Linked DNA regions of Hordeum vulgare: region 1 is linked to region 2. Evidence: chromatin contacts called from public Hi-C data. All regions are on one chromosome and are shown on one strand. The core of a region is the stretch at or near the end of the contact, and the rest is flanking DNA. Distances in the headings are between cores, read along the strand shown. Region 1 holds the start of LOC123425262 (GEM-like protein 1). Region 2 holds the start of LOC123425258.

Region 1 (4,904 bases), core at 427-2,926, 270 kb after region 2:
ATGGCAACAGATGCATGCGACAGGGAAGTGATGTCTAGGCGCCCCCGCGAGCAGCCTCCTGGAGACACTTCACAGCGCTGTCGTAGTTGATGAAGCCCATGAACCAGAAGTCATGGTTATCAACAGAAACTACCTGGATGTACCTCTCTGCAGGATTCTGTTGACTAGCGGTAGGGGTGACTGATCTCAGATGAGGTACAGGTACAACTATCTGTGAGAACATGCAGATACGAATATGATCAGCTGCAGTACGATAAGATGAACACGATTCCCTTCGGTTTGCACGACCCAGAGAAGCAATAAAAATAAGTGATGTTTTCATGTCTTATTGAATAATACTTCCTCCGTTCCTAAATATAAGTATTTTTAAAGATTTTACTAGAAGACTAAGTACGAAGTAAAATGAGTGAATTTAAGCTCTAGAGTATGTCTATATACATCCGTATCTAGTCCCTAATGAAACCTTTAAAAATACTTATATTTAGGAACGGATGGAGTAGTTGTATTGGAATCTGCAGATTCAGCAAACCACTGCAGATCGCATGCTCTGTCAAGCAATTGTGATGCAATGTTGTGTTTCCTCATCAAGGATAAGCATGTAGTACTAAAGATATGAATAAATTTCAGGTCAAAAAAGATATGAACAAATTTCGTTTGTAGACTAAGCTAAGTTTCTTTAAAAAGAAAAAAATACAAGAACTACTGCACATCACGACGAGTACATACCTTGTAAATGGCGGACTCGGTCTTATTATCCTCAGTGACATATGCCACGGGGCTGTCACTACAAAAAGCAAGCTTGGCGGTCGAGACGTACAAGACGCCCATTATCGGGCCATGAGAGGTCGAGAGGTAGCATGCGTAGGCCTTCTTGAGCTTCTCGTCAGGCAAGCACTCAAACGTCTGCTGAAATATCTTGTCGTATCCACCTTCCGATTTGACCTTGGATATCTGAGCGATCCTCCCCATTGCAGCATCCGTAATGCTAGGCCCGGTTTTCACTGCACAAGTCCACGCAGGTTCATGGGTCAACATGTACTATGTATAGGTGCTATTTTTAGATGAAATGTGTCAGCAGCTGCTGAACTGAAAAATGGCTAATCAGTTGGATGCCGTGGGAATCGGGAGACTCACGGTGCTGCCAGACGTCGCCGGCGATGCCCTCGGTCTTGCGCGCGGCCTCGCCGAACCTCTTCCCCACGGAGCCGAGCATCTCCCTCAGATTCTCCGTGGTGCCTGCGGCAACCGATTCCCCGGACAATTGATAGCCGTCAGCACAAACGCGAACCATATCGAATTCAATCTCGGAACAAGAGCTGTAGCCGCAGAGAACGGGACAGCATGAGATAGGTAGTGGCTGGCAGTGGTAGGAGACTTACTCTTGGCGGGCGGTCCGGAGGACGGCGAGGACAGCACGTAGGGGTTGGAGCCCGCGGGCGCCACGACCGGCGGCGGTGGCGGCGCGAGGTCCTCCGGGGACATGCGCGGGTACGCGGCGGCCGCGTGGGCTTCGGGCTTGGAGTCCATGGGCGATCGGCGGGAGGAGGAGGAAGCGGGGACGGGAAGGAGAGAGATCAGAAACGAGGGAGACAGTGGGCAGAGTTGACGGCTCTCCAAGGGACGTGGTGGGGGACGCGACACGGCGACGCAATCTAGCGCGGGGGACTATAATGGTGGGAGCGAGCGTCCAACTGGCACAAGTAACCGACGCGCTCCCATTTTTCGCGGCCAGACAGCGTGACCACAACCGTCCGTGTCGTGTCGTGTCGTTGCGGTCGGCTGCCGCGCGCCATCAACGGACAACGGCCTCAACCTGCACACAACTAGTAGCTTTTCCTTTTTGCCTGTTTGATTTGAATTGCAGCTGACTACTGACGGGCCACTATTTTCATCAAGACTAATAACAAACACAAAAGCTAGTACGTAAAAATAATTTGACAGGCATAAGGATAAATTTTCCATGAGGTAGAAGGAAATCAGCAGAAAGTTAATGATTCAGAGGTACTACAATAAGATGTGTGATCTAAAACGTACTCCCTCCATCCGAAATTGCTTGTCGTACAAATGGATAAAAATTAATGTATCTAGAACTAAATTACATCTAGATACATTCATTCATATGACAAAGTACTTCCGGAGGGCAATGCATTGAGTCGAATAATGAGGGAGGAAATGATCACCCCTCCACCAAATTACTTTACCAAACAAGGACCACTAGGATCCAAACAATTTCTAACTATTCACTCGAATAATTTTTAACTTAATTAGGGGGAAATAATAAGCCCAAAAAGTGAAGCATTCAAACAAGATATTCATGAAATAACAGAGCGCATGGCATCATACTAGCTGAACCTTTTTCAGTGTATAAACCTACCACCAAAAGAACTGCCTGGCTAACATAACTGGAACTTGCAAAGAGCATAACAAATGATGCTCTCACTTACCCACTGCAACCCTCACAGGACAAACTGACAAAGAAAATTGACAGCAGAAATTAAATGGATTAATTTCTGCTAAGAACAGAGCAAAACTCTGGCAGTAAACAAGACATGATATTCAAGCTGACCGGAGACGATATATTCCTGATAGGTAACCAAACGCATAATCTTCTCCAAACTGCCAAAGTCTGAGCTTGCGCGCATAGTAGGTCATGTCACTGCAGCTGTTTCAGCAATACCAGTATTACTCTATTAATGACAGCTTTAAGCTAAGAGTTTGCTGCATCCAGTTTGTAGTGTGGCATATTAATGACTAATGAGGAAGCAACCTACATAGCTATCAATTTTGAAACGTTATCTTCTTAACAAAATTGTGAACCAAAAGAATAGTAGAGGAGTGTAACAATACTGACAATGAAATAAATTGACAGTGGGAACGAGATGAGAATTAACAATTCTGTATTCAGACAGGAAGCTACATATATACATGAAAATACAACAAAATTGGTTCATCAAAGAGATGTGAAACTAAAAAGAGACGAGCGTTACCATACTAGGCCTTGGCCATACAGATGCCCACCGGCCACCTCTATTACTAGGCCTTGGCCATACAGATGCCCACCGGCCACCTCTAACTCTGCCGGCAAGTATAAGGCCTTTCAAACGTTGGCTGCAGAGAAGAGTGCCATGTAAGCAGGATTGCATGAAGGTAGTGGCATGTCAAGGAAACACAGCAGCAAGTCCTGTGCTTTGATGTGAGACGGTGCCATACTGCCTATCGACGACTCCACGCAACTCAGGCTCAAAGTGTCCGGTGCGTTGCAACCATACTACCCTGGTACAGTATCAGTATAAACAGGTTTGGTTTGAAACCCATACCTAACCTGGTAATGGAACAGCTGTGTGGTTTGGTTCAGGCTACCTCAGTGGGTTTTAGCCTTTTGGGACCTGTGAATAACCCCCACAATGTTTGGCAGTTATCCTTATAAACCAACTGTGTCTTGGGCATGCTCATCTTAAAACCTAGTGAAGATGTAATTTCTCCTTCCTGGATTTATGAGCATCCCATCCTTGATGTCAACACTCCATGTCGAAATATCCACAACGCTTTAAGGATGCTGAATTGCCATACCACGTGAAATTTGAAGATGCCACCTAACCAACAGTCTGACAAATAAGTGTCCGCGAGATTTGATAGTATGTACTTTTGTTCTCACATGTTATTGCCGCTTTGCCTGATGATATAGACTGCACTGGTCCATTGAGAAGAGAAGAGCGGATTAAGTAATCCTGCATCAATCATGAGGGTAATAGGTACTCCCTCTGTAAACTAATATAAGAGTGTTTAGATTACTATTTTAGTGATCTAAATGCTCTTATATTAGTTTACAGAGGGAGTACATAACATGCAATAACCATAATATGATTATTTCTCATGATTTAGGATATCGGCCAGCTGAAAGTAATATACTAACACCCATGCTCCAGCAATGGACGAAAATATCAAAGAAATTTAACAGAGTTAGACTAACCGAACATATATTAGATTTCAAATATGAAGGCAAGATACACGCAAGCACCTGAATTGGGATCAGAACTTAGCAAAGAGCAGGGGATTCAGGTTTGGTGCAATGTTTTTGTAGCATATTCATTACATCATGGGGCGAGATGACGTCGCCTTTTGATATTTCTGTATCAAAACCAGGCAAACTCTGCAATAACTTTTGCCCTTCAATGCTTGCCCCAAGAGAAGTGACAATAGTTGAAATAATTTTAGGATCAAGTGCTACATCCTTGGCTGTCATTTCACGAGTTAACTCAAGAATCTTCTCGGTGTCGCCTTTAGCTCCATAACCTTGGATCAGTGAATCAAATACAGCAACGTCAGGCACAAAGCCACTTGCTGTCATCTGTTTAAGCACACGCTCCGCCGCTGCTAGGTCTCCAGATTTTGCAAACATGTTGATTGGGATAGAATATGTCACAGCATCAGGAATCAGCCCCTCATCAATCATATCTTTAAGAAACTCTTCCGCAATTTTCTTCTCCCCTGATTTGAAAGCACCATGGATCATAGTGCTATAAGCAGCAGCATCTAATTTGCAGTTCCTATCCATTTCATTGAACAAATCCCTGGCCTGTCCCATCATGCCTTGATCACACATAGCTTTAAGCAAAGGAATATAGTGAACTGGCTCAGGCTCCATCCCTTGATGTCTCATTTCAGACAAGTAGCTTTCCGCACGTTCAACTTGCCGCATTTTACAGAAGCCATTTATCAATATGCTATAGGTGAACGAATCAGGCTGTAGCCCAGAACTAGCCATCTCATCCATCAGTTCCATGGCCTTCTTTACCTTGTGGACTCTAAGGAGCCCACCAATCAGCAGATTAAATGTCACCAAATTACACCTGCATCCATTCTCAGCCATCATGGCCCGGACCTGGAGTGCTTGCCGCATCCAA
Region 2 (4,836 bases), core at 528-3,027:
TAGTCAACACATGCGTGCTGAGTAGCATAGACGGGCATACTATCCTAGAAAAGAAAAGAAAAAGGCTCTCATACCATTCATCCCCACATAGTTTTGAAATTTAGAATCATGATAGATATTCGACAAAAACTTTTCGACATTGTAGGCAACTTACCTCCCTTGATAGACAACTTGCATAGTATTTTAGGCAATTGGGGATCACTCGTAGGAAACTTCGTAGCAATACACGCAACTTGATTTCTGAGGAAGACAACATAGAAGTCATGTTAGACAACTTTCTACTCTACGGTAAATAACTTTCACAGTATTGTTGGCAACTATACTATCTAGCAATTAGTTTCTGATGTACGCACCTTAGCAACCATGGTAACCATCTATTAGAGCATGTCTAGCAGACCCCTTAAAATCACAACCAGTAAAATTGGAATACGGGTCAAAAAAAGGCATTTTAAGGGTTCATTTTAGCTACGACTGAACAGATACTGTAAAACAAACAGTAAAACTGGTATAAAGAGCTCCTTCCTCTAGTCTGGCCGTCGCCACCCTTCCCCCAGCCAGCCGCGTCGGCCACGCCGACCGCGCCTAACCCCGTCGGCCATGCCCCGTCCTTGCCGGACACGCCCCATCACCACGCCGGTCGCGCCCAGCCTCATCGCCCGCGCCTTGTCGCCCGCCAGCCACACTCTGTCGCCTCCATCGTCCGTGCCTTGCTCCGCTGCTAGCCGCGCCGGCCGAGCCTTGCCCCTTTGCTTGCCGTGCCGGGAGGATTCCGACGGCCAGGCTGAGGTCATGGGAGGCCACGCGCGAGGTCGAGCTCGTCCAATTCAAATTGGCGGCGAACGATTGCGGCGTCTAGCGGCCATTTTCGGTGTGCGGTGATGAATCCCGACGAGTTTAGGATGGATTCCGGCAAACTCCGTGGCGACATGTTTGCTCTGACCAGGTTTGACTGGTATGTGGGCTCCCCTCGGTTCGGCCTTCCAACCTTCAAGTATAAGGGTTTCGGGTGTATGTTTTCGGTGTCCCTTAAAAAAATTACGGGTTGGACCAAGTTTCTGTTCTGGACATTTGTTTTGACCAAAACTGTAAACCGTAAAAATTATAACGGTTTGACCACTTATACGGGGTCTTTTAGAGATCTCTTAGACTGCTACACACAACTATTAGTATCCTACTATGTGAATTCACTAATACTGACGATGCAATTTATCTAGTATTAAAGTTGCTTATGTTTAACACTAAAGTTGCCTCATCTAACACTGAAGTTGTTTTTGAAAAAAAAAATCTTCAAAACATATCTATATGGAATCTCGTTTTGAAGAGTTTGTCATGAGGAACCTAACGGTGCAAACAGATCATAATTTCAACACACGGTTTGAAAGTTATAGTTTTTTAAATTTTCTTGTACCGGAATTAATGCATGTTACATTATGGTTGGGTTCACATGATTGGTCCATGGAAAATCAACGTACTATTTCTGAATGATGATCGTGGCGGCCACGAGCCAGTGGATGGCTGCAGCGCGTGCGTTCGGTTTTGCCCAAAAAAAAAAACACAACTGCACTTTTAAGTATTTAGGGTACCTTAACAATGAGAATCAGCCCTACCTAAACTCGGTTTGTTCTAATCCCTCCGTCTTCCTCCGTTTTTAAATATAAATCTTTTTAAAGATTCCAACATACGAATGTATATATACATATTTTAAAATATTTATTTATTTATTTTATTTTAATTTATATATATATATATATAAACGGAGGAAGTATTAAACACTATAATGTCTTTGTGAGAAAAGAATAGGTAATGGCCACCAGATACTCGGCGGACGGCCGCAGGAGAGCATTTCCGAGTACAAAACTGTTCACCCTCCTGCCAGCGCAACAAAAGGAAATAATTGATTTCCTTCCCTGAAATAAAATAAAATCCATCCTCCTACTTTTCTTGTCTCCTCTTTCTCGTCCTAGCCCGTGAGTTGACTTGGTTTTGCTCACCACAAGAAATCAGACGACCTCTACAATCCGATCAGAATTCTGCTTCAACCTGATTGATTGATCTATTCTGGCCGGCTCTCCGCCCTGCAACTGCGTCCCTGGAAGGTAATGAATTCCTCGTGCCATGCCATGCCATCCATTGCTTTGCAGTAGCTCATACGCGTCATCGGCGTGCAGGTGAGGCCGCGGCAAGAAGCTGAAAGCCGCGCCATGGAACTGGAGGCCCCGGTAGTCGAGGCAGATCCGGGGAGAAGGCTCCCAAGATCAGGAGGCGGCGGCGGCGAGGAGGAGGGGCCCCCGGTTGGTCGGACCGCCCTCCTGCCCTGCCCCAACTGCGACATCCAGGTAGTGCACAAGCTGGCGCAGCTGCTGCTCCCGGGCCTGGCCGCGGCGTGCGTCGACAGCACCCTCGGGAGCCCCTCCTCCTCGCTCGCCGTCCAGCTGCGCGCGGAGCTGGTGCGCTACGTCGCGCACCGGAGCAGCAGCCCGGCCGAGGCGGCGGAGGAGGATCCGATCGACCGCGACGACCCGGCCGAGGCGCTGGCCGCGTTCCTGGACGACTTCGCGGGCAGCAAGAGGAGCGTCGTCGTCTCCATCGCCGGCTGGCTGCCGTACCTGGGCGGCGGCGACGACGGCCGCGACGACCGGATCGAGGACCTCGTCGAGGAGATGGAGGCGAGCCGCTTCTGGCCGGTCGACAGGCGGGAGGCCGTCGCGCGGGACCTCCTCCGCTGCCTGGACGACGGCGGCCGGTTCCGCTGCCGCGACGAGCTGGGGACGCCGGAGGAGCTCGCCGACCACGTCGCCGCGCGCTGCGGCTTCAGGCCCGTGCGGTGCCGGAACCAGGCCCAGGGCTGCCGGGCCGAGGTCTCCGCCTGCCGCGCCGACGCGCACGACGATGCGTGCGCCTTCAAGCTCCTCCCCTGCGAGCAGCGCTGCGGCGTCAGCGTTGCCCGGCGCCAGATGGACCGGCACTGCGTCACCGTCTGTCCCATGAAGCTCGCCAACTGCCCTTTCTACCAGCTCGGCTGCGAGTCCGCCTTCCCGGCCTGCAACCTCGGGTCGCACTGCGCGGAGTTCCTTCGGCACCACCTACGCCTGCTCCTTGCTCCCAGCCGGAACGGTGCTGGTCACCGGGATCCGGAGGAGCGTCTTCTACGGCTGGAGAAGGTGCTCATCTAATTTCTCTTCTAGTTTTCCAAGTTCCAACATTGCTTGCTTAATTTATCGGTAATGTTAAAACTGATGTCTATCTATGTTTCAGTGTGATTCTGATGGTGCGTTGCGCCAAGCTTTGGATGTGAGGTCTCTCACTAACGCCCTTGCTCAGCTAGAGAAGAAGATGGACGCCGAAGATGGCTCCTCCGGTGAGCAATGCGCGCACAAGATTAATTCCAACTCTGCAACTCTGCACTAGTTTTGTCCCCGATGCAGAGTTCTTTTTAGAAAAAACTGTATTTTTTTCTTTCTTTTTAGAAAAACTGTATTTTTTCTTTCTTATATATTTTTGAAAAGCATTACACATTTTTCAAAACGGCACAAGAGTTTTCTTTTTACTAGCAAAAGAGCCCGTGCATTGTAACGGAAAAAAAGACCAGATGCTGGTAACACAATAATCATATCTCAATACCTTAATAGATACACGTCCTTTATTTTAACATGACATCTTATCATTCTTGCTGTTTATCTTTCTTCTCATCCTTACCGACGAACATGCATCATTATAGATGGTTTTTTCGTCTCTAATTAGGTGTTCACTTTTAATTTGAAACTACACCGATACGAAAGAAACACGGGCCATGCACTACTAATTAAAGTTGCATCCTAAAAAGCATTTTAAAAATTATTAACATTTGAAACAATACTATATGCAAATTATATATATTTTTCTAAGGAAAATGATTTAGATCTGCTGGCTGATCCTACGTGTAACATCCGCCACATGTCCAGCCGTCCCATCCGTTTTGATCGGCTGCTTCAAGGTGTTGGTCTTGTAGGCCGGGCTTCGGATGTTATAGGATGTGTCGCTCATCACTAATTTTGTGGATGGAATCCACGAAGTAATGCTACAATTGCTTTAGACGGAATTTTCGTAACAAAGGTCTAGTTGCGGAAAATTGAGGAGGGGTGAAAGATATTGTAACTTTTACAAAGGATTTTGTTGGAGGAAAACCGAGAAGATATTTTGCAACCAAGGTCTTATTTTTGCAACCAAGGTCTTGTTGCATGAAGAGAGATAGATGGAGCCTTTTTCGCCATCTCAATTGTTCAACGTCGCAACCCCAGTGCCGCCGTTGTACAGTTCGTGCAATATTATCTTTGTTGCACAATTTTCTACAACACAGCCTCTTTTACAAAAAAGAATTACACATGTTTTCGCAACATGATTTATTGTAAAAAAATTCTACAACACGATCTTTGTTACGATTTTTTTTATAACAAACTTCGTTGCAAAAAAAAATAATTTACAGATATTTTCGCAACACGATCTTTGTTGCAGAAAATATTTTATAATAAAAACTGTTGTAAATAAAATTCTAGAGATGTTTCCGCAACACAATCTTTGTTATAGAAAATATTATATAACAAACTCTGTTGTAAATAAAATTCTACATATGTTTCTGCAACACGATCTTTGTTGCAGAAAATATTCTATAACGAACTGTGCTGCAAAAGATAAATCTATACACATTTCTGCAACATATTTTGTGTTGCAAAAAAAAAAATCTGCAATACAATCTATACTGCAAAAAATAATACATTCGATAACGTTGGTGACTAGCGATCCGACCCCGACCGATCTTTTAATAAGATCGGTAGGCGGACGCCTAGCTGCGCCCTTTTT

The links. A called contact is a pair of places that touch in the nucleus more often than the background predicts.
Region 1: a contact with region 2 is called in a Hi-C map of leaf, with 2.4 times the contacts expected there. The contact joins the promoter of LOC123425262 here to the promoter of LOC123425258 in region 2. A contact is called at or near these places in 3 of 6 Hi-C or Micro-C datasets (leaf and seedling).

The regions. Positions count from the first base shown.
Region 1 is chr2H:93,322,215-93,327,118 of MorexV3_pseudomolecules_assembly, forward strand. LOC123425262 (GEM-like protein 1) reads right to left here and starts at 1,677. Exons shown (of 4, transcript XM_045108940.1): 1 at 1,380-1,677; 2 at 1,135-1,236; 3 at 727-1,001; 4 at 1-211. The coding sequence starts at 1,527. The coding sequence ends at 35. LOC123425657 (pentatricopeptide repeat-containing protein At4g28010-like) reads right to left here. Exons shown (of 2, transcript XM_045109358.1): 1 at 4,019-4,904; 2 at 2,883-3,691. The coding sequence ends at 4,037.
Region 2 is chr2H:93,054,820-93,059,655 of MorexV3_pseudomolecules_assembly, forward strand. It overlaps LOC123425258, which reads left to right and starts at 1,778. Exons shown (of 3, transcript XM_045108936.1): 1 at 1,778-2,096; 2 at 2,169-3,161; 3 at 3,256-3,649. The coding sequence starts at 2,202. The coding sequence ends at 3,408.